Linked DNA regions of Mus musculus: regions 1, 2, 3, 4 and 5 are each linked to region 6. A link is a contact called in public Hi-C, HiCAR-type, HiChIP or PLAC-seq and promoter capture Hi-C data. All regions are on one chromosome and are shown on one strand. Each heading gives the region's core, a stretch centred on a gene start, on an enhancer-like site or on the middle of the called end of the contact. The rest is flanking DNA. Distances are from core to core; before and after follow the strand shown.

Region 1 (3,156 bases), core at 261-2,760, 2.8 Mb after region 6:
ACAAGCCTGGCCAGGGTGCAAGTCTTCATTCAACCCCAGCATTCGGGAGGCAGAGGCACACAGATCTCTGAGTTCAAGGCTAGCCTGGCCTACAGACTACAGAGTTCCAGGATGGCCAAGGCTACACACATAAACCACTTCCTGAAAAGGCAAAACAAAAACTGAAGGGGGTGGGGGGAGAAAAAGAGACAATTGACAAGTGAAAGAAACCTTCGACTGTTTTTAAGTGTTAACTTCGGTGCCATAAGAAATGAGTACTGACTACAAAGGTTAAGTGCCTAGTTTGTAGTGCAAGTATCTGAGGTGCTGGAGATAGACCCCAGTGTCTTGTTCATACTAGGCAAGCTCTCATGAACCACATACAAGAAGCACCTTTATTATCTCCCTCCTCCTTCCCCCGCCTTCCAATTTTTTCTTTAAAAATGCACACAAACTGTAAACTATATGCTTGATTCAGAGAATGCAAAACTCTAAGCAGTGGTATGACAGAGAGCTGGTATCTGGATTTTTACCAAGCTGTCTTACAAGGTTCTACTCTGCATTACAAGAATCAGCGATTCCTAAAGGGTTTGTTGCTACTTTTAATCCCACAAGTGTACGTTCCCATACATCTAGATCTCGACCTGTAGCTACTTTCCTTCCAAAGTGGACCTAATAAACTGCCTTACTGTGTGGGATCTATGTACCACCTCCAAGGTAACGTCCCCTGCCTGGACATGGGCCGCTGGGAAAGGGTGCTAGCGAAGAGCGGGAAGCGCGACGGAGTCACAACCGTAATCTGTCTCCACCCTCGCACACACCGTTCACTCCAAAAGCCTCCGATTCAAATGTTCCAACTACAAATTATCTAAGCTCCCCTCCCCGAAGAGCTATCAAATTGGGCGGGAGCGCTCACGAACTCTGACCCTGCGCCGCCGGGAAAGCTTAAGACCCAGAGGGTGGACGCTGTACGTCGGGGTTTGGGGGGGGGGCACCCATTTTCTCCAAAGCTGCCACTAAAAAAAAAAAATAATAAGGCCCCTTTCCTCAAACACCTCTCAGGACGGAGCCCCAAACCATACAACCGGTACCCCGCAGCCGCCCCGGGCTTCCCACCGGCCTCCCCCTAAAGACTTCCTCCTTGAGGCTCCGCTAGGCCCCGAGCCCGGGCGGCCGGCGCGGCGCCCGGCCTACAGGGCCTCGCCAGGCGGCCGGTGAGGTTCGGCTCCAGCCCATTCCCGCCGCCATTTTCCGGCCACCGCCACCGCCGCGTAGGGGGGGACGATCCCGGAGGAGGAGACTGCGCAGGGGCGCACCGGTCTCGGCCGCAACGCCGAGGCCGGGGGACGCTGCCCACGAACCCCCTCGGGGTCTCTAAGGCCTTCCTCCGCGGGCCGTCCTGTCCGGGATTTTGAGCGCCTCCCCCTCGGGTCTTACAAACAAGCCTCTCGCCTCTCCCCGGATCCCCGCGCTCGGACTTACGCGGAAGAATCCCGCGTCCATCTTGCCGCCTCGCTCGGAGATCGCTCCCTATCCCAGCGTGCACCGCGCCGCCGCGACGGAGGGCGGGACCGGCAGAAGGGAGCCCAGCGCCGGGAGGCTGCGCGCGCCGCTACACCCGCCCCGCTCCGGCGGGCCTGCGGCTGCGCCTGCTCAGTGCGCCACGAGAACGACGCGCATGCGCAAGCGCACCAGGGCGGCAGCCTTTCGCTAGGAGGGGAGGCGAGCTGGGCGACTGGAACCAATGGAAAGAGGAGGGAGAATCTTTGGGTCGCCCAACCCTACCGATCTTTTTTTTTTTTTTTTTTTTGTGGCGCATGATCAGCGGTGTTCGCGCGACTTGAGTTGATCCTTCCTTTGATCCGTAGTGGGAGGATGTGGGGAGTTGAAGGGAGATGGGGGGCGGGGGGGAAGCCTCAGTCCTGGGGTGCATGGGTAGTCATAAAAGAGAATGCTTGCTTAGGGGCGGCCCGATACGCCAGTTGTTGTCATTGTGAAAGTTGAGCTAGGAGTGGGTTTTGGGAGGTTGCCGGCGGGGTTGAGCCTGCAGCGTCAGCTCGTATGAAGCCCGCGTGTTCGCCGGATGTGCGTCGCATCTGGCTTGTTCTTGAGGTGTCCATTGGATACCTTTCTGTGCTTCTGCTGCGAAACCACGCCGAAGGGCAGGAAGTGGAAGAGGGCCAAAACCGGCCCTTTAATGTGCTCACCAAGCGCTTTCTCTCCAGAAAAGTTTCTCTGGGGCCACTTTGTAACATTCCATCTTTCACAGACACGCGCACCTCTAATGCTTTTTCATGGAAAAGTCGGGAAGTGGGCATGTCTGCCCTAGGAGTGCTAGTGTAGAAACCCGAATGTCTCCAGGCATTTTTTTTTTTTTTCTTTTCCTGGCTTTCCTACTTAAAGGGGGTTGACTTTCCCATTTGAACGCCCACAGACCAGATATGACTAGGTTCGTCTCGTCCATCAAAATCATCAAATGAATCGAAATAGCAGGGAAATCAGAGAGGCTGTCTTTGAGCCTTCTCTGTCTCTGTAGATGGCAGTAGCTTTCCTTTTGTTTAGGACAATCTTGCTGTTGAGAGTCCTCTTTCCTGCACACCCCACTCCCAAGCCCTCAGGAAACACACATGCCACTATGATGGAGGCCCAAGGTCCCTTATCTGAGTTGAACTCCTGCACTAGTTCTGTCACAGATAGCCCTGTTCCTGACCTTGCCACCCAGCATCCATTCTGAAGGAGGCCCGGATGCTGAACGATGCTGTTGAAAACCCTAGGTATCTCTGTGAGTTCAAGGCCAGTCTGGTCTACAGAGTGAGTTCCAGGACAGCCAAGGCTACATAAAGAAACCCCATTAAGTACAAAGAAAGGACGTTAAAGAAAGAAAGAAAACCATGGGCACTTGTCTGCTGAAAAGTCTCCAGTGGTTCCTCACATTTTTTTTCCCCTCCAAAAGTCAAAATTGCCCTTTCCTTGATCCCTTGTGCCTCAACCTCACTCCCTGAATTTCCTGCTGCCCAAGGTTTGTACCGGTCTCTGAGCTTCATGAAACCTCTGACTGAGATAGGCAACAGCAAGGTTACTTGGTAATCCTCAAATTCTACTCAAGTGTCCCCCAGGAAAAAGGCTCACGCACCCTCCACCCCCAGCTTTTATCACCTGAATTTAGGGGGTTTTGTT
Region 2 (2,927 bases), core at 243-2,742, 2.3 Mb after region 6:
GACTCCAACACTGTTGAGCAAATAGTATTCACGTTTGTTGAATGAATGGATGCGATCCGTGGCTCCTTACGTATCATCTAGCCTAGGATTTTGACTTCTTACTCCTTTTAAACTTGAAGAATCCCCCTTCATGGTTAGGTAAGTCACCTGCCTGTGGAGGGCAGCCACTTCACACGTGTAAACAACCGCATGTGTAAGGTGTACAGCTATGCTACAACTTGGATGTCATCAGCTACCGCCTGTATTTTTCTCCAAGATTCACAGCAAGACCTAAACCGTAAGGCGCCAAGAGGACTCAAGTAAAGCCTTCAACCGCATGCTGAGCACTCTCTGTCGTAAACTAATTACTTCGCCTCGGAAATAGGCATTTCCAGAAAATAACCTCCGCACACAAATTGGGCTTGGGGAAGCTGTGACAGTCACCGAAATGCCCCATGAACCTGTTGTCCTTCTGTCCAGGAGAAGTGGATTCAATTTCTATTTAAAGGGACACCACTTTCCTTCATGAACAGAGGATTTAAAAAAAAAAAAAAAATCCCCAAACCTGAGTTGGGCGAGAATCCCTGCAAAATATCTGCTTGCAATTGTCAGAATGTTTGCTGAGGAACTGAGAAAAGCCGCGGTCTGGAGCGGTGTCACCGGCACGATCTGGGGGTATCAGCCTTGGGCGCTCCGAGCCAAGGTGGGGACCCCGTGAGGCAGCAGAGCGCAGAAGAGTAGCCGGCGTGGCCCCGCCCCGAGCCCGAGGGTCCCGCGCCCCTGGCAGCTCCTAACTTTGGCGGCTCGCTCGCCCGGCCGCACGCGTCCACGAGCCTCGGGCAGCCAACCCCCGAGCCCAGCGTGACCCGGGCTCGGTAGGGGACCGAGCGCACAGCCTGCTGGGGACCCCCGGGCTTCTGGGCTCCGGGCCGCGGGGGTGCCGCCCCTCCCCCCGACACACCACCGCCAACGGCGGCCCCGTGGCTCCCGCCCGCGCCCGCCGCGCCCTCCGCCTGGCCCTCGCCACACCCCGTGGCCCGGGGCGGACCCTCGGCTGGCTGGCTGGCCCGGCGCTCCGCGGGCGGCGCGCCTCAGGAGAGCCCCCGGCGCGGGCATGCGGCCTAGTCGGGGGGTTACATAACGGGGCCGGGCCCCTTCCGAGCGGCGCCCGGGACCCGCTGGCCCACGCCCGGCACCGCCGCTCACCTGCCGTAGATACCCTCGGTGATCCGGTTCCGCTTCAGGGGGCGGCGGAGCTTACTGCAGTCGGCGTTCCGCCGCTTCATCCTCCCGCTGGGGGGCCGGTGCCCGAGCCGCGCCGCCGCCGCCGCCTCTCACCTCAGCCGCCGTCGCCCGCCCGCCCCGCGTCGGGCCTGAATCCTACCCCTGCGGCCGGTCACACAGACATGGAGCCAGCACCGGGGGGGAGGGGGCCAGGAGGGGGGCGCCGAGCCTCCTCCGCCTTCGGAAACAAAGAAATGACAATTCCGGGGCCCGCCCGCCCCGCACCAGCCAGCCGCCCGCCCCGCCTCCTTTGCCGCGACGGACGGCCCGCATAGCCAATCGAAGGCGCCGCCGCGCCGCGCACGGCCAATCCCGGTGCCCGCTGAGGCAACACGGACCCTTAAGCCCGCCTTTTTGAAGGACAGAAGGACACACCAATCAGGATAAGGCCTAGACGCGTGGCCGGGCCTATCAGAAAAGAGTTAAATAGAGGCTTATAAATAGGCCCTATAAATATAACATCCTATATTATGCCTTGTTGCGAAGGTACGCTTCGCGGTTATTGGGCTGCGTCTCGCCGTGGGGAGGCCCACGTCGGCGTACACCGTGTGGCGCGGCGCCGCGGGCTCCCGCCTGGCGTGTGAGAACCGAACGGCGTGGTGCGCTGCGTGTGGGGACCTTGCGCTGACATGTGCTTCAGTCAGCCGCGTCCTTATGTAAGAGGGCGTCCCGGGAGCGCCGCCGCGGCCCCTTCTGCGGGCAGCCGAGCACGCAGCCATACCGGCCGCGTCAGCCGGGCCACGAATGACAAAGCAAACCACACACACATACACACACACTCACACACACCCTGCCAGCTTCCCGCGACGTGGTGACAGCGCGCCGACCAATCGGAGGTGGTGGGGCGGGGCCTGTGCGGGTCCGCCCCTGGTTCGCGTCACCAGAGAGGGGCGGCCCCTCGGGTGCGCGCGACGCCGCGCGGGGCTGCCGGGGGCGTGTGCGGCGGCGTGGCCGGGCTCCACGTCCGCAGGTTTGCGCAGGCTGAGGGTTCCGCGGGCTCCTCCCCGGCCTCAGAGGCTGCGTGAGGCGGTCGTTTGCTCTTTCCGCCCACTAGCTCTGTAGCTTACCGGTGAGGGCGGAACGGCAAAAAGACAAGTGAGATGCTCAGCGGGGAAACGCGTTTGCTGCCAAGTCTGAGGACCGAGTTCGAACCCGGGAATCCACGTGGTGGGCGGATAGAAGGAACTCCTACAAGTTGCCGCCTGACCTCCCACACGCACGCCCACACAAACACAGTTCCTAAATAAGTTTGGTTTTGGTTTTTAAGCGGCAAAGACTACCGGGCGTTGTTGGTGGCGCACCACTTTGATCCCAGCACTGCAGAGGCATGTGGATCGCTGAGCTCGAGGCCAGCTTGGTCTACGAAGTGAAGACCGCCAAGGCTGTAACATGTACCAACAATTTATATAAACAAACAAATAATAAATAAATAAATAAATAAATAAATAGCAAAACCGGGGAAGTGTGGGAAAGTAGCCATAGGAAGCAAATCACTGGTGGCTCCTGACTACTGGCAGAAGCATTTTAGTGTATGTCTTACACAATTTTCTTGCTTAGTTGTTATTATTTCTATAAAATAGAATCGAGCACATAGTAGACATTTGGTTTCATATCAGAGTCTTCGTTTTACGTGTTGTTACAACCTTTTATAAAGATTTCTTTAA
Region 3 (2,875 bases), core at 76-2,575, 2.9 Mb before region 6:
GTTCAATTGACTCCGGATGACAGTAAGGATGTATGGGCTCCACTGCTTTGTCACTAGCTCACTGTGTGATCTTAAATACAGAGCTCCCTTCCTTTAAATGGCTAGGAGAGCTGAAGAGAAGGCTCAGAGCTTAAAGAGCACTGGCTGCTCCTCCAGATGACTTGGGTTTGATTCCCAACACCCACATGATGGCTTACAACAATCTGTATCTGCAGTTCCAGGAGATTTGATATCCTCTTCTGGCCTTCACAGGCACCAGGCACTCACATGCTATGTAGACATACAATGCAGCAAAGCACCCATACACATAAAATAAACAAAATCATTACACACACATACATTAAAAAAAAAAAATGACTGGGAGGGGCTGTGTGTGGTAGCACACACTTGTATTCCCAAGACCAGGAGGCTGAGGCAGGAGGATGGAGAGGTGTGCTGGCCACCATGGACAGATACCCCACTCTTGTCAACAGCTTTCTTCAAAGGGCAGCTGTGAAGCTCCAATGAAACCATGTCTATGAAACTTAAAATAAGTGACTTACATGCATCGGGTACAGTGCAAAACGATTTACAGAAATGACCTCACTCTGCTGAGGGAGCTAATTAAAGTCTCCATGTTTTATTAAAAGGGAAAACTGTGGTTTATAGAAAAGGTAAATGTCATGTTCAAAGTCACACTGCTTAGTAGGAGCAGGAGTTAGGGCTCAGATCTCAAGCTCCGACTTAACTCTCCACTGTTAACTATCAGTTTATTGCCTCCAATGCAAATGCCTCAAAAGACAATCCCCAAAGGAAACAAAGTGGGATTGAACAGACCACTTGATTCTGTCCTGTCCTGTCCCTGGGCTCCCTTCCAGTCTCCTGATTCTCTTCTCCCTGGCTAGGTACCCTTCCCTTCCAGATTTCCCTGGCGGAATGCTGTCGCCAACCTACCGCGGTATGGGGTTGGTTTTCCCTACTTATCAGAAAAATTTCCCTCCCGCAGGCAGTAAACCTTGTCCACCCGCAGTCCGGGCGGCGCGAACTCGCCCCCTCCGGGCCCCCCGCCCCGGACCCCCGGCCGCCCGCCCTCACGCAGTCGCTCACAGGGTCTTTGGCCACGGTGAAGAGAAGGTCTCCTTCGCGGTTATACTTGATCTGCGTGATGGACCGCTCATGGCCCTGCAGCAGGATGGGTTTCTGTGGGGACAGAACCGGGGTGTCAGTGCCGGGAACCCCGTCCCATGCCTACTGAGGCCCCCCGACGGCAGCACGCCGCGCCTGGAACTCACCATCCTGGCGGTGACGCGAGGAGAGAGGCAATGTGAGTGGGACCGGAAAAAGACTAGGGACGACTTCCGGATGCGGGGGCTCCGCCCTCTCGCTCCCGGAAGTAGAAGGGCCTGGCGTTTTCATGGCGGCGTCCTGGGGTGGGTAGCCGGGCCCCCCACCTCCGCGGGCTCCGACTCTGGCTCGGGAGCTCTGTTCTCAGTCTCCTGGCATCCCCGAGCCTCAGGAATGCTGAGCCACGCACCCTGGTCTCACTTCGGCCGCCCTCTGGGCGGGTCCTCCCGACCGATCACAGCCCGGCGGGAAGAGGGAGGGAGGGAGATGGAGCCGGGCAGCAGGGTGCAGGAGGCCGGAGGAGGACCCGGGTGACTTTCTGACCCTTTGCTTTCAGGGCAGGTGCTTGCTCTGGTGCTGGTGGCCGCACTGTGGGGTGGCACGCAGCCGCTGCTGAAGCGAGCCTCCTCCGGCCTGGAGCAAGTGCGTGAGCGGACGTGGGCCTGGCAGCTGTTGCAGGAGATAAAGGCTCTCTTCGGGAATACTGAGGTGCGTCTAGCTCTCACGGACGAGCCCCTGAAAATTTCACCATAGGTCGGCCGTATTCCCAGCCCATCTCTTACTCACTAGAAGTTCCTGGAAGAGTCATTTATCCTCTGTGAGTCTGTTTCGTCAAAAAAATGGAAAATTTAATGATAACCCTTGTATAGGGCTGATATAAGAACTCAAGTAAGACACATAAAACACTTAGCATTGGGCCTAGTACAGGGTACATGTTCAATCAATGACTATTTTTGCTTATTGTTTGTTTTTGGAGACAGGGTTTCTCTGTGTATCCCTGGCTACCCTGAACTCACTAGCCTCGAATTCAGAGATCAGCCTGCATCTGACTCCTGAGTGCTGGGATTAAAGGCGCCACCACTGCCAGGCTCCAGGACTACTCTTAAGGTCATCATCACCAAGTTGAGCTTTCTTTCGGCTCAACTTGCCCTGGGGTAGAACATAAGGAAAGCTATCGAGAACTGCCCATGGCTGCCTATGTAAGCTAGCTAGATATGCCCTACTCTGAGGGTTAGGGGGAAGGAGAGAGGTACTATATTTATAGTACTGTGTGAATTCTGTACAGAGAGATGAAGCTGGAGGACATGGAGTGGGCTACTTAGAAGGGGTAACACTGTCACTCAAGGCCTTATACCAGCAGGGACGATGGGAACTGGCCATGACGAGGGAGAGGGCATTTAAGGCAATAGAGTACATTGAATGCGTTTCTCTGTTTGCTCTAAGGGGTCTTCAAACACATGAGCGGTCCCTGAGCATTTGTAACCATGCCAACCCCCGTGGGAAGGTGCAAGCCAGAACAGGGACTCTCGAACTGGGTAACAACTGGCAAGGGGTCTGACACCAGATATCCTGCATATCAGATACTTACGTGACAGTCCATAACTGTAGTAAAATTACAGTTGTGAAGTGGCAATGAAAATAATTTTATGGTTGGGGGGTCCCCACAACATGAGGAACTGGATTAAAGGGTCGCAGCATTAGGAAGGTTGAGAACTGGGAAAGCCGTTGCACACGCAGGCAGCCCCTGACAGGTCTCTCCTCTTTCTAGTAC
Region 4 (3,003 bases), core at 289-2,788, 2.9 Mb before region 6:
CATCAGTGTCTAGCAGCTTCCTCTCACAGTCACACTCACTCACTCCCTCCTCAGAGCTAGAGCCAGTGGTCTCTATGTACCTGAGGACACGTCGGGTCTACATCCCCAGTGAATGGGTAAGGCATTGGCTGCTGTTCAGCAGCGATGTCGATGTCTGCAGGTCCTCCTTACACAGTGCTCGGCTCACACCTGGGAGTCTCCAGTCTGGCCAAGAGCCCCTCCCTACTCACCTCTTGAACTTGGCTCGCTGCTTGGGTGATGGCAAATGAGGGAGTCCCAGAGCCAAGGAGCCACTGTGGCTGGTGGGCACAGGGACTCTGCGCAGTGTGCCTGGGGCCTGTGCTGGTTGGGTCAGGCAGGGCTTAGGACTCCGTTTCTTCTTTTTGTCTTCCATTGGGTGGTGTGTTGGACCTCAGGTCTGGGAAGGAAGGGGGCAAAATCATCCCTTCACTCAGCACCCTCTTTCGTCTGAGAGGAAGGGTCTTCAGATGTATCTTTGTCCATCAGTCAGGAGCTCTGTCCTCTTGTCTGTACAGGGTCATATGCCAGCCTGCTGCTGGACTGTAGCTATGCATCTGAAGGACCTCCCAAGGCCAGCAAAGCCCTTTTCTTCCTGACAGCCCCATCTGCCTGCTGGAGAGGGCTGGCCCAGACCAGGGTCATCTTGCTGTTTTCCTGTCACTACAGCCCAGAGCCTGGGGCTGTAGAGGAAGATGCTCAGGAGACAGGGTGGATGTGACTAGGGGAGCAAGCTGAGGATCAGGAGGCCATTTGCTAGGCAACGGTCTGTATATGGCAGCGGATACTGACTAACTGCATGAGGTGCAACCAAGGTAAGGCAGGGACACCTGGAAATACCCTGGTGTCAATCATATGGACCAGGAATAGCCGGCTCATCACTGGCCTCTCTTCCACTTCACTTCAACTACACATGCCAGGGCTGCCCAGAAGTTCCCAGGACAGCTTCTAGTCTCTTCTTTTTCTAGTTAGAAAGTCTTTAGGGGCTAGACCTCCAACAATGTAACTCTGACTTGATTAGCTTAGCTTGACTCCCCTACAGCCCCATCACCTAGGTATCTGGTCTGCTGAGGTCCTCTCCAGGGGAGGTCTCAGCTCCCTCACTTTACTTCCGAGAGGGCGATGGTCAAATCGGAACATTAAGCGTTTAAGCTGGCATGGAACAGCTGGGTGGCATCAGTGGGGCTCGGGGGTGGGGTGGGGGGTGGTGGTGGTGGGAGACAGAACTCTTTTTCTCTCCATGTAGCAGCAGTGTGACCCAGTAAGAGACCTGATGGAAGCGGCAGCCAGAGCGACTGTGATCCGCCTGAGATGTGCCTAAGGAAAGATTCAGTTCTCAATTCGGGCTTCAAAAAACAAGCATCAGGTGCGGCACCCCGCCCCCATCCTCCTCACTCCCTTCTCGCCCCCTTGGGGTTCTACTGACCTGGAAGTTTGGGGTCTGGAGTGTGAAACAGTGCTTCTTTGCAATCTCCCTTCACCCTGCTTTCTCTCTCCTCAGGGGAACTGGAGCTGGAGGGAGCTAAGCTGGCTGGAGATGATTTGCATTTAAAGAGAAAGTAGCCCTCTTTGGATTCCCTGGGAGCGGAGCCGGAGGAGAGTACTTCCGTCGATTTAACAGTTCCCCTTCCCTACCTCCCACAAGAACTAAAGGAGCACTGTTAGTTACGGGATATGGATTTAAAATCATTTCCTTTTCTTGTCACGTTTGGAGGGGATCCCTTACAAAATGGTGGTGGCTTTGTTTGCAGCAGGGGTGGTAGGGAAATGATGGGGCTAAATGAATGTGTGGGCAGAGGCAATATATAAGTATACGGGAAAATGAGGGGCGGACACCAGAAGGAACAAAGACAATCAGTACCCAGCACCCTGTTAAGCCTTTTATGTACATTCAATCCTGAGACATAACTGTTATCCCGATTTTACGGAAAATAATCAATTGTCACTCATTCCTGGGCACGGTCGCTGTCCTGTGACATCCAGATACTCCTAGCCTGTAAGCGCTGAAGAACTGACAGGGCCTCTCCCCACCTCCGAACCAGAGCAAATAGGATCCCAAGCAGGCTGGCAGGAGGTGGGGCGTGAGAGCTCCGGAAGGAGGCTGGCCCAGAACTGTTGGCGGTTGTGCTGCTGGAGGAGGGAGGTCCCACCAATGAGGCTATTTGAAGATCTGGCAGAGGAGTCTGGTTCAGATCTCCAGAACAGCATCCGATGCCACAGGAGAGGGTGTCAGGCTGCCCAGCAGGCTCAAATTAAAGCGACCTAGGCAACAAAGCATCCATCTTCCCTTTTCCTTTAGCAACAACAGTAGGTTTCCCTGGCTGTGGGCACCCAGAGGTGTTGCTTCTGGGATCTTTTCCAGGTGCTGTTAACATGCAAACTGCTCTAGGAAGCAACTCTAATCCAAGACTTCTAAACAACCAAGAACCGGAGGGAGGGGAGCACGCTGGAAGGTCCCTTTCCTCTCAGAATTGCTGCTGGAGCAGGGTGCCAGCTTCGTTCATCAAAGTGACAGTGGGCCCAGGAGCACCCGGGGTTGCCACCTTCAGCTGCTTCCCTGAGGAGCCAGAAGCTTTTGCGGAGCCACTTGCGCTTGCAAGCTCCTGATGCGGAGGCAGGAAAGGAATCCTCTCCACCCCTACTGGAGGACTTTTAGAATCAATTTGTCTACCGCTTCTGGCTAGAAGGAATCAAGGGACAGCCCCTATAAAGCTGAGCAGTTCCATCTTTTCTGCCCAACCAACCCAGAGACCTGGTGCTGGCTGAGGCCACCTACAGTGTCCCTTAGAGGAAACCAGCTGAATTAGGGAACTACTAAGGCCGCGCGCATGCGCATTTCCCCAGGAGGGCGAGAGCACAGACCCAGTAGCTTCCTACCCCTTACTCAGCTGTGTGAACACCTTCCTTCAATAGGTCCTCAAGGCCCTCTGGGTCTGCTCTGAACTCCTAAGGAACACCTAAACACAAACCTCATCTCTCCCCTCA
Region 5 (3,138 bases), core at 474-2,973, 2.4 Mb after region 6:
TCACTAAACCAAAACCATCACAGTTAAACAAGGTCCTTCGGTTTTCTTGTTTCAAAGCTGGCTGTGTTTCTGCAAAATAACAGCTGGATGATAACCTAACACAAGTTACAGATGCGCTTTATTCCAGCTCTACTGATTTCTTCAGGATGTCTGATGCTGCTTTGGTGGGGAGTGAGGTACTAGGGATGGAGTCTACGTTTAATGTAAAACTTGGTTTTAGCTGGGACTGGGGTGGTGGCTGCCTCAGCCTGCAATCCTAGCATTTGGCGGGCTGAGACAGGAGGACTGGGCTCAGTCAGAGGGCCAGCCAGAGCTACACAGTGAGTTTCAGGCCAGTCTGTCCTAAAAAGACTAAACAAGGGGCTGATGACATGGCTCTGCAGTTAAGAGCACTGACTGCTCTTTCAGAGGTCCCAGCAACCACATGGTGGTTCATAACCATCTATAGGGGGATCTGGCGCCCTCTTCTGGCCTGCGGATGTACAGGCAGCACAGCACTCATAAATAAATACAAATTAAGACAAGAAAACAAAACAAAATCAGGATGGTCTTAGCATATTTACATAATATGAATGAAGGTGATTACCTTAACCTTAAACAAAAATGTACTGTCACAAAAATGACATCTCCTCAAAGATGTCACATTTTATTATTTCAAGTCCACTAGTTCTTTAAGTGAGGGCAATGATGCTTAGCCCTCCACAGCTGCTTTCTAAACCTTAAGCTCCCTACTAAAGGTTCCTATTTGATTTTAATAATAAGGACATGATAGACTTTGGTTTTAAGGTAAAAATGTAAACTTGGATGGAAAATACTTCCTCTAGGAATCTGCACATTTTATCCTACATCTGTGTCTTTCATGCCCAGATTAAGAAGAGAACGGCTCAACTTCGGGCTTTATTTCTATTTCGTTTTTTCTCCACTATTTGTCCCTTCACCAAGCCTGCCTTCGGATGTCATTACTTTGTAAAGGGCACTCATCTTACTATCCCTAACTCTGCTACTGATGCTGTTTGTACATTCCCCACAAAAAAGGGCAGGCCTGAAACGAATTCAGACTTAAATAAAGAACGTGCAGTCAAATTACCACGGTCAGCCGAAATTGTCTTAAATCCCATAAAACCCTCCTCCTTCAAGTTCAGCTGTGCAGACCCAGCCGGAGAAACGTAACTCATCTTAATTTCACAGATAAAACCTGAATTAAATACAACTCGCTCACAGTGAACACCCCAGATCTCACATGACTCCCTAAGGAAGGCGATTTCAGTTTTAGCCGCCTCTAAACAAGCTAAAGGGAAAAACTGATAGACTTTTGTGATGAGTTCGGGTCTGAAAATACACTCGTTTTTATCTAATGATTGGAAAGAAAAGCAACCCACTATGTGTAATTGTCGGTTCCCCCAATGGCCCACCCGAGTCCATTTTTCGTTGCACAATTCTTTGACATTTTCAAAGGCAGACCCGCCCTGCAGACTGGAGGAACAGGGCGCGGTTACGCGTGGGCCGAACCCCGACGCGCCACCGTCGGATGAGCGTGCCCAGCTCCACAGTTCTGGGGAAGAGTCCCCGCCACAGGAAGCGGCCCCGCAGGTCGCGGGATCTCAGCCCCGGCGGCGGCGGCGTCCAGGAGCTGGGGCACGGCCACTGCCGCGAGTTCGAGCCCGGCCCGCTGCTCCGCCCTCCCGTCCGCACTCACGTCCAAGTCCGGAGTTGGGAGTCGCGGCGCGTTTGGTAGCCTCGGTTTACTCCAGTTCTGCAAGAAAACAAAACAGCCACAGGCAATCAGACTCCCGGATGTCGATGTGCCGGTCCGCCCCCGAGTCAGTGCGCATGCGGATCGAGAGCGAAGGGCGGATCCCTGGGGTGCAGCCTATGGGCCACGCCCACCGCGCCGACAAGTCTGTGGGTTACCCGGACTCCCTTGTCACTGTGAGAAATGCTAGAGTGGAGCCTGTCTTCTGGGATGGGACCAAGGAAGGGAGGCAACAGTCCACCTGTACTGTTTGGTTTTGTTGTTGTTGTTACACTTTTTAAAATGTATTCTTCTTGTCATTGTGTAGAGATCAGACAGATCACCCACCCTCCAAGAGTGGTCCTTCTTTTCCTTTCGTCATATGGGTCCCAGGAATCAAACTCAGGTTATTTGACTTAGCAGCAAGTACCTGCTTTACCTGCTGAGCCATTTTTCCGGCCCGATGGTGACTTTAAGAGGGCTGGCATGGCCCTGCTGTCATCTCATGTTCACGTGGGTGGCAGGTAGTCAGGAGCCTGTGGCACAGAAGGTGGTTGGGTGGCTCACTGCCTTGCAGGAGGGATCATCTCTCCGGTCCCCAGCATGAAATCTATGTAGCTTTTGTTGAGAGGGGGAATTAGCTGATTAGTATTTGAAACTATACAATACCCCCTCCACACAACCCCCCTTCCCTCCTCCCCCGCCCCCCCGACTGTGCCTGAACCCAGGGCTCTACCACTCAGTCCAGGTTCTAGACCCATAACCTATTTAACTTTTACATGTTTTACATGATGAGTATTTTGCTTGCATGCACATCTGTGCGCCACTGTGCACTGTGCTGGCAGAGGCCAGAAGAGGTGCCTGGAACTGGAATTACAGCTGTTGTGAGCTACCGTGTGGGTGTAGAGAACTGAACCTGGGTCGTCGAGAGAACAGCCTGCACTCTGAATCATCGCGTCATCTTTCCAGCAACTCCAGGACCTATTTTTAAATGGACACATTTCTTAGCCCTAGAGATTAAAGGTTTATTGTGACTGGCTAAAGACTGGTTAATGTCTCAAGGTCAGGCAGTGCTCCCCCAGCCCTGTGTGTGTGTGTGTGTGTGTGTGTGTGTGTGTGTGAGCGCGCGTGTGTGCACATGTGTGTGCATGTAGGCATTTATTTCTTTAGTTGCTATTCTGGACCTCCCCATGCTAAGTTGACATTCTACCTCTGACCTCTGAGCCATCTCTCCAGGTCTTTTGCTTTTGTTTTTGTTTTTTCCCAACATGGTTTCTCTGTGTAGCCTTAGTTTTCCTGAAATTTGTTCTCTAGGCCAGGCTGGCTGGCCTTGATCTCAGAGATCTGCCTGCCTCTGCTTCTCAAGGGCCAGGATTAAAGGCCCACACTACCACCACCACCACCAC
Region 6 (2,790 bases), core at 51-2,550:
GCCTCTCTCTGTCCCTTTCGGGCCTCAATTTTCTCATTCTGTAAAATGGGGTTAAAATACGTTTTGTATTTGCTGTCTTTGTCAGACAAAACCTATATCCTGGCATCTAGTAGGTGCTCCATACACGACATAGACTATGTCCACTATCGAGACTGCTGGGAGGGAGACGGGGGCTTTATACTGGCATTATACCTTGTCTCCCTGTGAAGTCTCTCTACGCTCTGAGGAGACAGCAAAACAAACTTTGAGGACCCCAGAACAATTTAATAGGAAGCAATCTATCAAGGGACCAAGGGTTATCCGCTTTCTCCCCTAGCTCTCTCAGGCTGCCGCCGCCGAGGATCAGGCCGCCAGCCAGACCCATAAAGCACTCGGACCAGTCTCCAGATCGGGGGTGCAGGTAAGGACTGAAAAAGGGAATCGACCTTCCCTGGTCAGTCCCAGGTGGTTTACTCCCTTCGCTGAGCGACAGGACCAGAAACCGATCCTAGAAAGAGCTCCCAGCCCGCCTGCCCCCACCGAGAGGAAGGGATTCTGCGGAAGGGGGCGGGGAGGAGGAGTGGTCGGGTCTCTCCGGCCGGGATTTGCCTGGACTTGAAGACGCTCGCTTTAGCAGAGAACAAACCCAAAGAGCCACGAGAAGGCGTCCCCTCTCATTGGCCAGGAGTCCGAAGGAGCCAGGGAGGGCTCCGCATCCCCCTCCCTCCCAGGGTGGTAGTGGGGAGGGTAAAGAGAGAGAGGGCAGTGGGGAGGGGAAGGGAGAGCGGAGGCTGCAGTTGATGCAACCCTAGCCCTAGCTTACGTGCTCTCAGACCCTAAGCCCGGGGGGAGCGCACCAGACTTAGACCGGGTCTGCCCGAAGCTCGGCGGTGGCTGGAGGAGAGCGGGTTCGCCCGGCTGTTGCTTACCTCTCGGGTCTCGGGGCCGGCCACACCACCCCTGGTGAACGGCAGGTAGCCCTTGATCTCGGAATGGCACTCGGAGTCCGCTACGATCATGGTGTACGCCAGGACCCGGCCGCGGCTCGTCCGCGCCTGGGACACCCGAGGGGTCTAGGTCGGGCGCGCACAGGAGGCCGGGACTAGGGGTCGCCGGGGAAGCTCGAGATCCCCGGGCTGTCTCTCGGGATTAGGAGAACCGGCGCTACGGCGATAGACACTCCTTTCAGCCCAGCTTGGAAAACTGCGGCCGGCCTCGGAGGCCTGAGATTGGCCGCGGCGCAGAGGTTTTCACGGCCCGGAGTGCCTCGGAAGTCCGCAGTGGCCAGCGCTGCTCGGGAAGCCGGCGCTCCTCACCATCCCCACCACGGAACTGCCAGCGCTCGCCCGGCTCTGTCAGCCCGCTGCGGTCCCTGGGGGAGGGCGGGGACACAAAAGTCCCACGGCGCAGCCAATCAGATGCCTGTTTCTCGGGGAGGCGGAGCCGACACCTCCCTCCGGAGCCAACCTTCCGTCCAATCAGCATCGACAAGCGCCTGGGAACTCTGGGAGCTGTAGTTGGCCTCGCACAGATGCTGCAAACTTTTGCATGAAGGCGTTAGTCAGGTCTCTGGCAATACCAGATGAGAGTGACAGCCCAAGGAGTCATTAGGGCTGCGTGATGAAACGGGACTTCACGGGGCTGGGCCAGACAGCCAGGTGTGAAATCCCTTCTGAGTAAGTTCTTCAGCTTTCCAGTTCCTGGAGGGACTGGTTAGGTCTGCAGAGAGTTCTAACCACACACATCCAGTTCTTCTAATTATAGATCAAAACCCACAAATTTGAAGCCAAGAGCCACCACCCTGTCCCCTCAGGCCCTGAGGGATCTGCACCTTCAGAAACACTAAACCAAGGAAATCACCTTATTTGTGGAGTCTCTGGAAAAGCCCTCACTGAAATACCCTTGACAATCTCAAATTTAATCTCAATCCTCATTGCTACAATTTCCCCTCTTCTGTCCTGCCTTGGGTGCCTTCACACCGCCTTCCACCCTCCAGGCACTCATGGAAACTTTGTAACTTAGGTGTTTGGCTTGATCTATTTCTCACTTCTCCCTCTGGCCACTCCTCTCTGACTCCTCTTTTTCCATCCACTCCCTAAACGTGGGTGCTCTCCTAGTTTCTGTTTTTAGCCCTCTTTTTCTCTAGACATTCACTCTCATGACTTCCCTACACTCACCTCTTCCATCCAGATCTCAGCACTTTACCCTTGATTCACCCATTCACTTCTACTCATCTCCTTCGCGGTTTTTCTTCAGGCCTCTCCCGTTTCAAGTTTCTCTTTATTCTGGTTAAGGAGTCCTAGACAGAGCTGGAGCTGATTAATCCTCTCAGTTCCTGCCTGAAATAGTCTTGAGTTTAGGCTTATGATACCAAAGGTGATCTCCTGACTTGGTCTAATGCCTTCTGTAGGGAAGGGAGTTCACCTGCATGCTCCTTAGAGCCCTAAACTCGGGCTGGACCTTTCTCTCTGTGTTTTAATACTTTCCATACTGTAACTTGTGTTGTCATATTCTGTGTATTTGTCTTATCTGAAAGTTTTTATTATAAACTTGTTGAGGGCAGTGTCTACATTTAGACTTTTTTTTTTTCTTTCTACCTTATGCCACCTGGCACAACGTGCTTCTAATAATATACCCTTGGCCACTGAATATCCCTTTGGGTTAATTCTTTTCTAAACAACTCTATATCAGATTCAGCTTTCTCCTTAAAAACATAGACTCAGCCGGGCATGGTGGCACACGCCTTTAGTCCCAGCACTTGGGAGGCAGAGGCAGGTGGATTTCTGAGTTCAAGGCCAACCTGGTCTACAG

What was found. Promoter capture Hi-C pulls out the DNA fragments that hold promoters and counts their contacts. A called contact is a pair of places that touch in the nucleus more often than the background predicts. HiCAR-type assays count read pairs that join an accessible place to other places. HiChIP or PLAC-seq counts read pairs in DNA pulled down with a chosen protein or histone mark.
Region 1: a contact with region 6 is called in a HiCAR-type map of astrocytes, with 2.7 times the contacts expected there. The contact joins the promoter of Srrm1 here to the promoter of Sesn2 in region 6. A contact is called at or near these places in 2 of 39 promoter capture datasets (maxillary cranial neural crest and pre-B cells) and 1 of 115 datasets of contacts at active chromatin or transcription factors (astrocytes).
Region 2: an H3K27ac HiChIP or PLAC-seq map of epiblast stem cells shows a contact between it and region 6, with 7 times the contacts expected there. The contact joins the promoter of Maco1 here to the promoter of Sesn2 in region 6. A contact is called at or near these places in 1 of 39 promoter capture datasets (pre-B cells) and 1 of 115 datasets of contacts at active chromatin or transcription factors (epiblast stem cells).
Region 3: a contact with region 6 is called in a Hi-C map of B cells, with 6 read pairs. The contact joins the promoter of Eif3i here to the promoter of Sesn2 in region 6.
Region 4: a promoter capture Hi-C map of pre-B cells shows a contact between it and region 6, with 3 times the contacts expected there. The contact joins the promoter of Ccdc28b here to the promoter of Sesn2 in region 6. A contact is called at or near these places in 1 of 39 promoter capture datasets (pre-B cells) and 1 of 484 Hi-C or Micro-C datasets (B cells).
Region 5: a Hi-C map of B cells shows a contact between it and region 6, with 5 read pairs. The contact joins the promoter of Tmem50a here to the promoter of Sesn2 in region 6.

What each region holds. Positions count from the first base shown.
Region 1 is chr4:135,351,636-135,354,791 of GRCm38.p6, forward strand. It overlaps Srrm1 (serine/arginine repetitive matrix 1), which reads right to left and starts at 1,511. Exons shown (of 18, transcript NM_016799.4): 1 at 1,462-1,511. The coding sequence starts at 1,482.
Region 2 is chr4:134,851,853-134,854,779 of GRCm38.p6, forward strand. Maco1 (macoilin 1) reads right to left here and starts at 1,493. Exons shown (of 11, transcript NM_025382.6): 1 at 1,186-1,493. The coding sequence starts at 1,265.
Region 3 is chr4:129,599,323-129,602,197 of GRCm38.p6, forward strand. It overlaps Eif3i (eukaryotic translation initiation factor 3, subunit I), which reads right to left and starts at 1,326. Exons shown (of 11, transcript NM_018799.2): 1 at 1,272-1,326; 2 at 1,087-1,179. The coding sequence starts at 1,274. It overlaps Tmem234 (transmembrane protein 234), which reads left to right and starts at 1,358. Exons shown (of 5, transcript NM_029748.3): 1 at 1,358-1,409; 2 at 1,661-1,812; 3 at 2,873-2,875. The coding sequence starts at 1,394.
Region 4 is chr4:129,622,370-129,625,372 of GRCm38.p6, forward strand. Ccdc28b (coiled coil domain containing 28B) reads right to left here and starts at 1,539. Exons shown (of 6, transcript NM_025455.2): 1 at 1,445-1,539; 2 at 231-418. The coding sequence starts at 394. It overlaps Gm34305 (a long non-coding RNA gene), which reads left to right and starts at 417. Exons shown (of 4, transcript XR_376684.4): 1 at 417-833; 2 at 1,265-1,384; 3 at 1,520-3,003.
Region 5 is chr4:134,913,193-134,916,330 of GRCm38.p6, forward strand. Tmem50a (transmembrane protein 50A) reads right to left here and starts at 1,724. Exons shown (of 7, transcript NM_027935.2): 1 at 1,697-1,724; 2 at 1-3.
Region 6 is chr4:132,509,156-132,511,945 of GRCm38.p6, forward strand. It overlaps Sesn2 (sestrin 2), which reads right to left and starts at 1,301. Exons shown (of 10, transcript NM_144907.1): 1 at 909-1,301. The coding sequence starts at 998.